Regions from separate parts of the Lactuca sativa genome. Here region 1 is linked to region 2. The links are chromatin contacts, called in public Hi-C maps. All regions are on one chromosome and are shown on one strand. Each heading gives the region's core, a stretch centred on a gene start, on an enhancer-like site or on the middle of the called end of the contact. The rest is flanking DNA. Distances are from core to core; before and after follow the strand shown. Region 1 holds the start of LOC111912461 (9-cis-epoxycarotenoid dioxygenase NCED1, chloroplastic). Region 2 holds the start of LOC122197916.

Region 1 (5,327 bases), core at 2,215-4,714, 150 kb after region 2:
TCCAGGTCCGGGTTTTCCGGTTTTTTGACCCGTTTGGACCGGTACAACTTTAATTGCTTATAGTATAATAAATAATGTATAATATTATAACTTGCAAAATTAATATGTTTCCGTTTCACGCCTAACTAATCTACATTGATGTATAATATTATAACTTGCAATTTGCAAAAATTAATTTTCCAAATAAAAGCAACTAACATATAAATCAAGTTCACCAACAAAAGTTAAACAATTTTAAGACAAACATACAAAAGTATTACCGTAACAACAAAAATCATAGTTTAAACTTTAAAATCAATCAAACTAACAAATTTCATAAACTCATAATCTAATCTTCCATTGGCCTCTTCCCCATATCATTGTCATCCATATGTAACATATTTAAAGCTTGTGCAATCTCTACATAAACACAAATGAAAATGTTGTTAGTATTTAATAAAAAGTAATAATTGTATTAAAAAAGAATAAAGATTGTAATTTTTTTACCCAAAGCTATATCATCATCGTTCAAGATGTCATCAACGTTGTCAACTATCGGATTTGTAAACTTTATCACCCAATCTTGGGTGCATAACAAAGCTTCAACTATCAATGTCGATAAACTAGTTTGATACTCATTTACAACTCTACCACAAGTGCTAAACGCGGACTCGGAATTATAGTATAAAATAATACTAAAAAGCTGAAATATTTCAGCTTTGATAGCTCTACATTGAAGGATTGTAACTCAATGAATATAATACCAAAATAAACAAAATTATAGTCTAAATTCATCTACAAATTGTAAACTAAATGTTGGAAAAAACCTTAGGTCAATCCGACTTAAAACGAATGAGTGATGGGTGTTTAAAAAACGTCAGATTATAAAATCTTGCTAAAAAGCTGAATTTGTTCAACTTTGATAGCTCTACTTTGAAGGATTGTAACTCAGTGAATATAATACCAAAATAAACAAAATTATAATCTAAACTCATCTACAAACTGTAAACTAAATGTCGGAAAAAATCGGAGGTCAATCCGACTTAAAGCGAATGAGTTATGGGTGTTTAAAAAACGTCACAGCTTACAAAATGTTGCTGAAAAGCTGAATTTTTTCAGCTTTGATAGCTCTACTTTGAAGGATTGAAACACGGTAAATATAATACCAAAATAAACAAAATTATAGTCTAAATTCATCTACAAACTGTAAACTAAATGTTGGAAAAAACCGCATGTCAATCCGACTTAAAACGAATGAGTTATGTGTGTTTAAAAAACGTCACAAAAATCTTAATCATGTCCAACTGGTTCTAAACCCGGTAAAAACCGGACCGGACCGGGAAAAAAACCGGAACGGACCGGCGAGAAATCTTAGAACCGAGAACTGGCCCGGGGGTCCAAAAAAACGGTCCGGTCCGGTTCACCGGTCCGGTCCGGTCCACCGGTCCAAATGCTCACCCCTAGGTCATACTCCTAGCACTTATTTTGATATTTAAAAAGAAAAACAATTTCGTTATTATAAACGAAAACAGATTAAATATATAAAAATTAATCCAGATGCGAAAAGGTTTGCTGTAAATTAAATTAAATTCTTGACCAATATAGAACTTTTAGATCTTCTGTAAGATTCAATCACTTGTACGAGCTTAGTTGAAATTATTAACTCTTTTAACAAACTAATTTTTATAATTTGTATTTAGAGTAGAGAATCTTTCTATACTAATAAAAGAATAGTTATTAGTGTCACTTACGAATGAAAATTTGGCCTTAAAACCCGAACTGAATCGAAACCTGAACCGAATTAGGCCCGAATAATCAATTTGATTCGGGTTTCGGGTATCGATATTATGCTTATTCGGTTCGGGTTACCCAAATAAGAGTTTATTCGGTTCTAAATACCCGATCCGAATAAACATTCATCATCACCTTTCTCTGATCGACAGAAATCAAAATCATGATTCATATTTTTGTCTTCGTCGTTCATAATAGAAGAAAACCCTACACTTGTTCTCGTCGTTTCAAAATCAACCAACATTCTCATCTATTTACAAACGTGAAATCACTTTTGTCGATCCTTCCTCTTGTTTCAAACTTTCAAAAATCGACAATTCTTATTGTCTTTAAGGATTTATGAATTCTTATTTTGTCGAGTCATGGAAAATTGGGTTTCAATTCAAGAAACTCAAGTAAGAAATTAATTCTCATTATGTTAATCTACTATATAAATGTTATTCTTTCAATGTGTTATTGTGTTATGTTAGTATTTAAATGTTTTATGTTGATGTATAAAAGTACATTATTATTCTATTTTTCGGTTTATTCGGGTTATAAAATCATAACACGGTTTATTCGGTTTTTTTTGTTATATTAGGTACTTAATCATCTTGTACATGTTATTCAGGTTATACGGGTAATAACCGAACCAAATTAAACTCGTATTGGTTAATCGGTTCGGTTTTCGGTTCATGCAATTACCCTTATTCAGTTTTTGGGTTATTCAAGTTCAAGTTAGTTCGGTTCGGTTCCGACCCGAATAACATCCCTAGTGTCACTTGTCAGTTGTCATTTTCTCATAATTTACGTTTTATTTTCAAATGTTTTATAAAATTAACACTTGTCATTTTCTCATCATTTTTTATTTTTTAAGAAGTATTGATGTTGATAATAAGGTAGACAACTATTTATTTGATTCCTGATTGTTAGAAGAAAATTTAAATTCGTCTTCAATAAGTTTTGATTATGATTGACCATAATTAATTGTATTTTTATATTAAAAATCTTACAAAATCATGTTTAATAATAATTTGTTGAAAATAATTGATTAATATCTATGAGTTTTTATTATAAAAATTTAATTATTTTTGTAACCATCGGTTACATGGGTTATAAGCTAGTTTTTAGTAATCAATAAATAGGTACATAATTTTATTAGACCTACAAAATATGTATTTTCCATAAAATCATACAAATACAATGACTTTCCCAAAATCAACCATAGAAAATTTGGATAGGTTTAGCAAAAATAGTTAGTAATCCGACCACTATAGATTTATTTGTTTATAAGTGTTTGATAAAAATATTTGTATGTTTTTAAAAGATGTAAAATTACAAAAAAAAAATAAAAATAAATAAACCTTTAGAATTAATATTATTTGTTTAAATTAAAAGCTAAAACTTTGTATTATCGAATGTTTTTAATTTGATTTTTTTTTTTATTAAAAATAACAAAGTAATGGCTTTCAAATGCCCAAACTTGATTTTCAATTTCAACTTATTGAAAATAAAATAATCAAAAGTTTTAAAAGTAAAGACTTATAGAAAATTTTCTAATCAAAGAATATATTAAAAAAAATGTAGTTTGGTTCGTCGATATTTTGCGTCGCCTTTCTTCAAGTATGCAACACGTGGTCTCCTCTTACATGTTTCCGGTGGTGGACCTTCCCCACAACCTTCCCCTACTATTTACTATTTATACCCCCTTTCTGTTTCTTCCTCCTCAATCACAACCTCTGTTTCTCACTCCTTTCCACCAACTTTCAAATTGCTTACAGGAAGCTTAAGAAAAAGCTTCCAAATTGCTACAATGGCGACTGCTTCCACTTCTTCTAGTACCATTTGGGCTAACCCTAACCCCAGAACCACATTCTCATCGTCTCCTAAACTCCCTTCTTCTTTTTCAGTATCTTCCAGGAAGAAACTGAAAAAAATCAGTTGTGCTCTTCAATCACCTTCGATTCTCCAATTTCCCAAACAATCTCCCTTTCAATTACCTTCTTCGACACCGGATTCATGGAACTTGTTGCAGAAATTTTCAGCTATGGCATTGGACGCAATCGAGAATGGTTTAATAGAACAAGAAAAAAAACACGCTTTACCCAAAACAGCTGATCCCAAAGTTCAAATTTCCGGAAATTTCTCTCCTGTCCCAGAGCAATCTGTTCGCCACTGCTTACCAGTCGTCGGAGAAATTCCAGAGCATGTTCAAGGCGTGTACTTGAGAAATGGGGCTAACCCGTTGTTCGAGCCTACTTCTGGCCACCATTTGTTTGATGGCGATGGTATGATCTACGCCGTGAAGTTTGAAAATGGATCGGCGAGCTTCGCTTGCCGCCATACGGAGACACAAAGGCTTGTCCAGGAACGTGCTCTTGGAAAGCCGGTTTTTCCAAAGGCGATCGGAGAACTCCATGGCCATTCTGGCATCGCTAAGCTGTTGTTGTTTTATGCTCGTGGGCTATGTGGGTTGGTTGATCACAGTCAAGGCATTGGGGTGGCGAACGCCGGTTTGGTTTACTTTAACAACCGGCTTTTGGCCATGTCGGAGGATGATTTACCTTACGAAGTGCGGGTTACCCCCACCGGCGACTTGAAAACTGTCGGAAGGTATAATTTCGACGAGCAATTGAAGTCCACCATGATTGCACACCCAAAACTTGATCCGGTTTCCGGCGAGCTTTTCTCACTGAGCTACGACGTGATCCAGAAGCCTTACCTGAAGTACTTCCGATTTTCACCGGATGGAACGAAATCAAAAGACGTAGCGATTGATTTGGCAAAGCCTACTATGGTTCATGATTTCGCAATTACAGAGAATTTTGTGGTGGTGCCTGACCACCAGGTGGTTTTCAAGATGTCGGAAATGATCACTGGTGGGTCTCCGGTGGTCTATGACAAAGAAAAAGTGTCACGTTTTGGTGTTCTTGATAAGTACGCCGATGATGGTTCTAGCATCAAATGGGTCGAAGTTCCCGACTGTTTCTGTTTCCATCTCTGGAACGCTTGGGAAGAACCAGAAACCGACGAAGTAGTCGTGATCGGATCCTGCATGACTCCGGCGGACTCCATTTTTAACGAAAACAACGAAGAATTGAAAAGCGTTTTGTCTGAAATTAGACTTAATCTAAAAACCGGAAAATCCACGCGTCGGGCTATAATTTCCCCCGAAAATGACGTCAATCTGGAAGCAGGGATGGTGAACAAAAACCTTCTTGGCCGGAAATCTAAATACGCTTATCTTGCAATAGCTGAGCCATGGCCGAAGGTTTCAGGTTTCGCCAAAGTCGACCTCTCCACCGGGGAAACCAAGAAATTCATCTACGGCAACCAAAAGTACGGCGGCGAGCCTCTGTTTCTTCCAAGAGACCCCAATTCCGAAACCGAAGACGACGGCCACATCTTGACCTTCGTCCACGATGAGAAGACATGGAAATCGGAGCTTCAAATCGTCAACGCAATCACATTACAATTGGAGGCGACTGTGAAACTGCCGTCGAGGGTTCCATATGGCTTCCATGGAACATTCATAAGCGCCAACGATTTGGCAACACAAGCTTGAAGAAACAGAGCCC
Region 2 (5,270 bases), core at 2,711-5,210:
AAATGGTTATAACATGTGTTGTGCATAGAGTAAACCATCAATCTTTTAAAAATATATCTAGTTTGTTACAAACAGTATTTCAAATATTTATTTATTTATAGATGATAACCAATGATTGAAATACGTTAATTTCGTAAAACAAAATATAAATCCATATGATTACGTTTTTTTAACAAAAGCCATAGAGCAAAAGGCTAACATAACAAATTTATTACATATTAAAAGTTAGAGAGAAATTTTCAAATAAGTGTTGGTATATTTCATAAAATAAAGATATAAGCTAGAGTTTTAAATTCTAAAAAAAAAAATATTATTTGAAACTTTTATATAGGTTCAAGGAATATATTTGTGAATTAGAGTTTTATTCGTCAATTTAGAAAACCCCAGGAGGAAAAGTGAAAGGGAGCCCCACCTCTCCTCCTATAAAAGCATAGTGCCAAAAGAAGCCAAAACCATCTTATAAATTGATGCCAATAATTTAATTTTTTCCATGTGGCCATTTGGGTTTATATTCGATTGCATATTATACATAAGTTATTCAAAGTTTTCAAATAATGTCATGTTAAAATTGTTGTTGTTTTAAAATAAATATGAATTTAATTTTAAATTGGTATTATTATTATTTTCGAACGCTAGAAATTTTATTAGAATGACGATAAACTAATCAAACCAAATAAAAAGCAAGCATAAGAACCTACACCCAACCTAACCTACCAAGATTTTGATGTCCCTCCTAAACCAATTGTTACCCAAAGAATATGGGAAATAATTATATCAAAGAAATATCAATCTTAGATTCTACAACCCACATACCGGTTTAAGTTGTCACTCCTAAACCTATTGTTAAACCAAGAAAAAACAAAGCAAAACAAACTGACTGGGCACCAGTTTTATTAAATAATAATAATAATAATAATAATAATAATAATAATAATAATAATAATAATAATAAATGTGTAAATAGAGGGTCTCAAGGTAGACATAAACCAACATATATAACCGTTCATCATCATAATAAGTAATTGTGGGCAACATAGATCCCCACCATCACATGCTGGGCAAAGAAGAAGGGGGGCATACATGATACATCCCTCTATTATCAAGTTTTTGTCCAACGCCAAACTCCAAGAAAAAAAAAATCAACCTTTGTAGCAAGTAAATGAACTCATATATTAGGAATATAACTCATCACCAATTCTGATGAGAAACGCAATCAATTGTTATTCATAGCTAAATCTATTTAAATTTAATAAGTTTTTAAATACTCAAGAACTAATATGAATGATTGATTTTTTCAATCAATGTTTTAGAATTATTCTTACCGACTGAATGATTGGCTTTTTCATCTGTCGATTCAGATATTTTCTTATATTCATTCTTACGGTACTTATGATTTTCATATGAGCTTAACTCATATATCATATAGGGACAGATAAGGAGACATAAATATATTAATTTGTGTTGATAATATAGGCAACTTTGTATACCTTTTTCTTCCTTAAATTTGATGTAAGAGTAACATGTCATATGATTATTGAATGATCGGCCATTGACAAAATCTTAATGATACGATATGTTCTATAATAGAAGGAATATATATGCATACATGAATGATTGGTTGATTATATTTTATTTGTTTCTTTAGCATGTTAATTTAAACCATAAATATCCAATTAGGTGTGTTTTACTTATAGTTTTTTTTAATGTCAATTCACCAATTGGAGAGAGAGGTAAATATAAAACGGATACATAAAAAAGGAATGTCGGATTAGGTATTCATGTAATACAAATACCGTAACATCATATGTATGATAGATGCGATTATGACACTATGGTTATATAACACACACACACACACATATATATATATATATATATATATATATATATATATATATATATATATATATATATATATATATATATATATATATATATATATATATATATATATATATGCTTAGGTTATTCTATTAAAAATAATTATTGTGTTATTGTATGCATAAATGTGGATCAATCAATTTACTTATTTTAAGTAAGTGATTATTACATATTATTGAATTAAATATAATTCAAAAATACCATCTATTCTAACTAAAAGGGTATTTTAGCCAATTAATATAGATTTAATAACGGAAAGTTGCATATTTTAAGGAAAATTGCATATTTTAAGGGAAAATAGATTCTATTAATTTTAAAAATCTGATTGTATGGATGATAATTCTCCTAATTCGTAACATTCTGACGGAATATGTTTATCAATATATTGAAAAATAATAAATATGATTGAACCATACAAGAATACACATTCTGACATAATATATATTTTGATTTAATGAACTTCTTGAAGAATAACAAAACTTTGGATACAAGTTAAAAAAAATTTCATTACATTCTTAGAAAAGAAAAAAATTATATACTATTCTATGAGAATGTTACACTTATTAATAACAAAGAAATACAATATATAAATCATTCTACCAGATTATATTATTACATATATTTTCTTTTCATTATATTGTATATTATTCTGCTGGAATAATCCATTCTTTTTGGAAGATTGGTGGTCATTGTTCATCTTCATCCCATACAATGTTCATATTCAAGATTCTATTATGACAGAATCGAAATTCAAGATTCCGTTCCAGTAGAATGTTGTAAGTTTCATATGTACCTTGTTTTGCTTTGATATCTCTCGTTTCGTTCCCAGCCAAAAAAACAAGAACATTCTTGTTCTTGATTTTATGTGTACCTGCAAATGAGAAATACAACCACTCATTGATATTGCTTTATATACAACCAATCATTGAGAAATACAACCAATCATTTCAAAAACCTAGATAGGGGTAAAATTAAACTTCATTGGTTTACATACCTACGCTCCTTGAATTGACTCCTAGCTTTTACCATAATTTCCATTCGGCTTCTTGAATGCCTTTCAATTTGAGCTTCCACCCATATCAAAGGCTTCACCTGAGTGCTAAGTCGATATGTCATCAGGTCAAATGCTCCATCAGGAGGCACAAATGATATTGTTCTATCATTTTCAAAACGTGCCAATAGCACACATCTACACCAAATTCGTCCATAGCCTCAAATTTTATAAAACTATCTATATATATAATATATGTGATATAAGATTTAAAAGAAAATGAAAAATTACTGGTGGAACTTAATGTCATCCAAGTCAATGGCTTTTCCCTTTGTAGTATGTCCTTGTGCCTCCAATAATACTCTATCATTCAGTCCAAGCTTACACTCAAGCATATCAATGTAACAAGAATGAAATAAAGGCAAAATTATCCATTAGTTATTTAAAAAAAAACTTTTTAAAGATATATTATAGAAAATAAAGAGAAATTTAGTTTGACCTCAAATAAGTTCATATCTTCAATGCACCAACGACTTTTGATCTAACTATTTGCCCATTACCGTTGACAAGCATATTCACACTCTCCACAACATCCAAAAATACTTGAAGAGATTAGCAAATTGTTTGTTTGTAAATTGTAATATGAGTGATAGCAACAACCTTTCAATATATTAACAATTAGAATGTAGAAATACATCTATGAATGCCTTGGAGTGCATGCCACAAGCATCAGAGACAGAGGTGTTTGTAGCAGAGGCATCTAGAACAGTAGCACCAACAATCTCATGTTGAATTGTGCGGGGACCCATAATAGAATCCACAGCTCTGTGAGCCACAACACTTCCAGTACCAAAAGCCATTCCTAACATACCAAAAGTGTCAAAATATAACTCAAATTCATAAAATTAATAAAGAAAGAAATAAAAAGTGTATACGTATAATAAAGATACAGGATATGGTTTATATTGAGTTACCTTGAGCTATGGTTGAACCAATACCTCCAAAAATCGATCCACCACCACTAGACTGAACAGGGGCAGGAGGGGGTGATTGGTTAACTGGTGCTGGAGGTGGAGCACGAGCAGGTGATAGTAATCATTTATAAAAATCCCACAAGAAGACATGCATCATTCTTTTTGTAATGTATCCCTTCACTACGACATGAGACAGCATTTGTAATAGCCATGGGAGGTCTCTGTGAAACTTCCATCCTATATGCATCAGTCTTTATGAACTCACTAAGGATTTTAGCTTCAGTGAATTGAGGGTAACCAAAGTCTAGGGAGAAGAAACAGAAGTTGTTGCTGTCATCTTCTCATTAACCAAAAAAAGCCCTAAATTCTCGCTCAATGAGAAACAGATGTATAATTTCTCCGAAAATGAGTAAAATTTGTAGAGGATTTCAAAGGAGAAGCTCAGATTAGCAACATCGAGAAATAGGGGTAAAATTAAACTTCAGTGGTTTACATACCTACGCTCCTTGAATTGACTCCTAGCTTTTACCATAGTTTCCATTCGGCTTCTTGAATGCCTTTCAATCTGATCTTCCATCCATCTCAAAGGTTTCACTTAAGTGCTAAGTCGATATGTCATCAGGTCAAATGCTCCATCAGGAGGAGAATGCAAAAATCTTGTTGAAGCTCATCGACGGCAACAACAAATGATGGTGGTGGCGATCTTCTTTTGGAGGTAGGGTTAGGGAGGATCGAATGGGATAAAATACAATATTGTTGATTGTTTTAAAAAGGGATAAAGGTAGGTCAAAGTAATTACTATAATTATAAGAGTGTATTTGTAAAAATTATTTATCAAATTACTAAATTACCTTTATTTATTTGTTTGATTATTTATTTATTTTTTAAATTTTGATTGGCCCACATTTATTCATACAATAACACAATAATTACTTTAAACACTTGAACCTAGCTCTCTCTCTCTCTCTCTCTCTCTCTCTCTATATATATATATATATATATATATATATATATATATATATATATATGGTGAGGTTCAATAGAGAACCATAATTAACCAAGGAACATATTTTTTTGAACTTTTAGAACTTATTTTTTATAAAAAAAAAAAACTAAAAATACAGAAATTCATAACTTTTTATCCTTTTTCCAATGATATAAAATTCGATTTTTTTTACGTCAAATTCACAATGTGAATCTTCGAAAATTCACAACGTGAATTCGAATTCACACGGTGAATCCGAAAAATATTTTTCACATTCATAATGTTAATATATGAATTTAGATATTTTTAGATTTTTTTTTTCGATAAAGAATAAGCTCTAGAAATTGAAAAAAAGATTTGGTTCCTTGAAGAACCAATGATTATGGTTCTCTATTGAACTTTTCCATATATATATATATATATATATATATATATATAT

What was found. Hi-C and Micro-C count contacts between places; a contact is called where the count stands out from the background.
Region 1: a Hi-C map of leaf shows a contact between it and region 2, with 5 times the contacts expected there. The contact joins the promoter of LOC111912461 here to the promoter of LOC122197916 in region 2. A contact is called at or near these places in 2 of 4 Hi-C or Micro-C datasets (both in leaf).

The regions. Positions count from the first base shown.
Region 1 is chr5:270,740,167-270,745,493 of Lsat_Salinas_v11, forward strand. LOC111912461 (9-cis-epoxycarotenoid dioxygenase NCED1, chloroplastic) reads left to right here and starts at 3,465. Exons shown (of 1, transcript XM_023908196.3): 1 at 3,465-5,327. The coding sequence starts at 3,563. The coding sequence ends at 5,314.
Region 2 is chr5:270,587,454-270,592,723 of Lsat_Salinas_v11, forward strand. It overlaps LOC122197916, which reads right to left and starts at 3,961. Exons shown (of 2, transcript XM_042902105.2): 1 at 3,847-3,961; 2 at 3,440-3,734. The coding sequence starts at 3,961. The coding sequence ends at 3,544.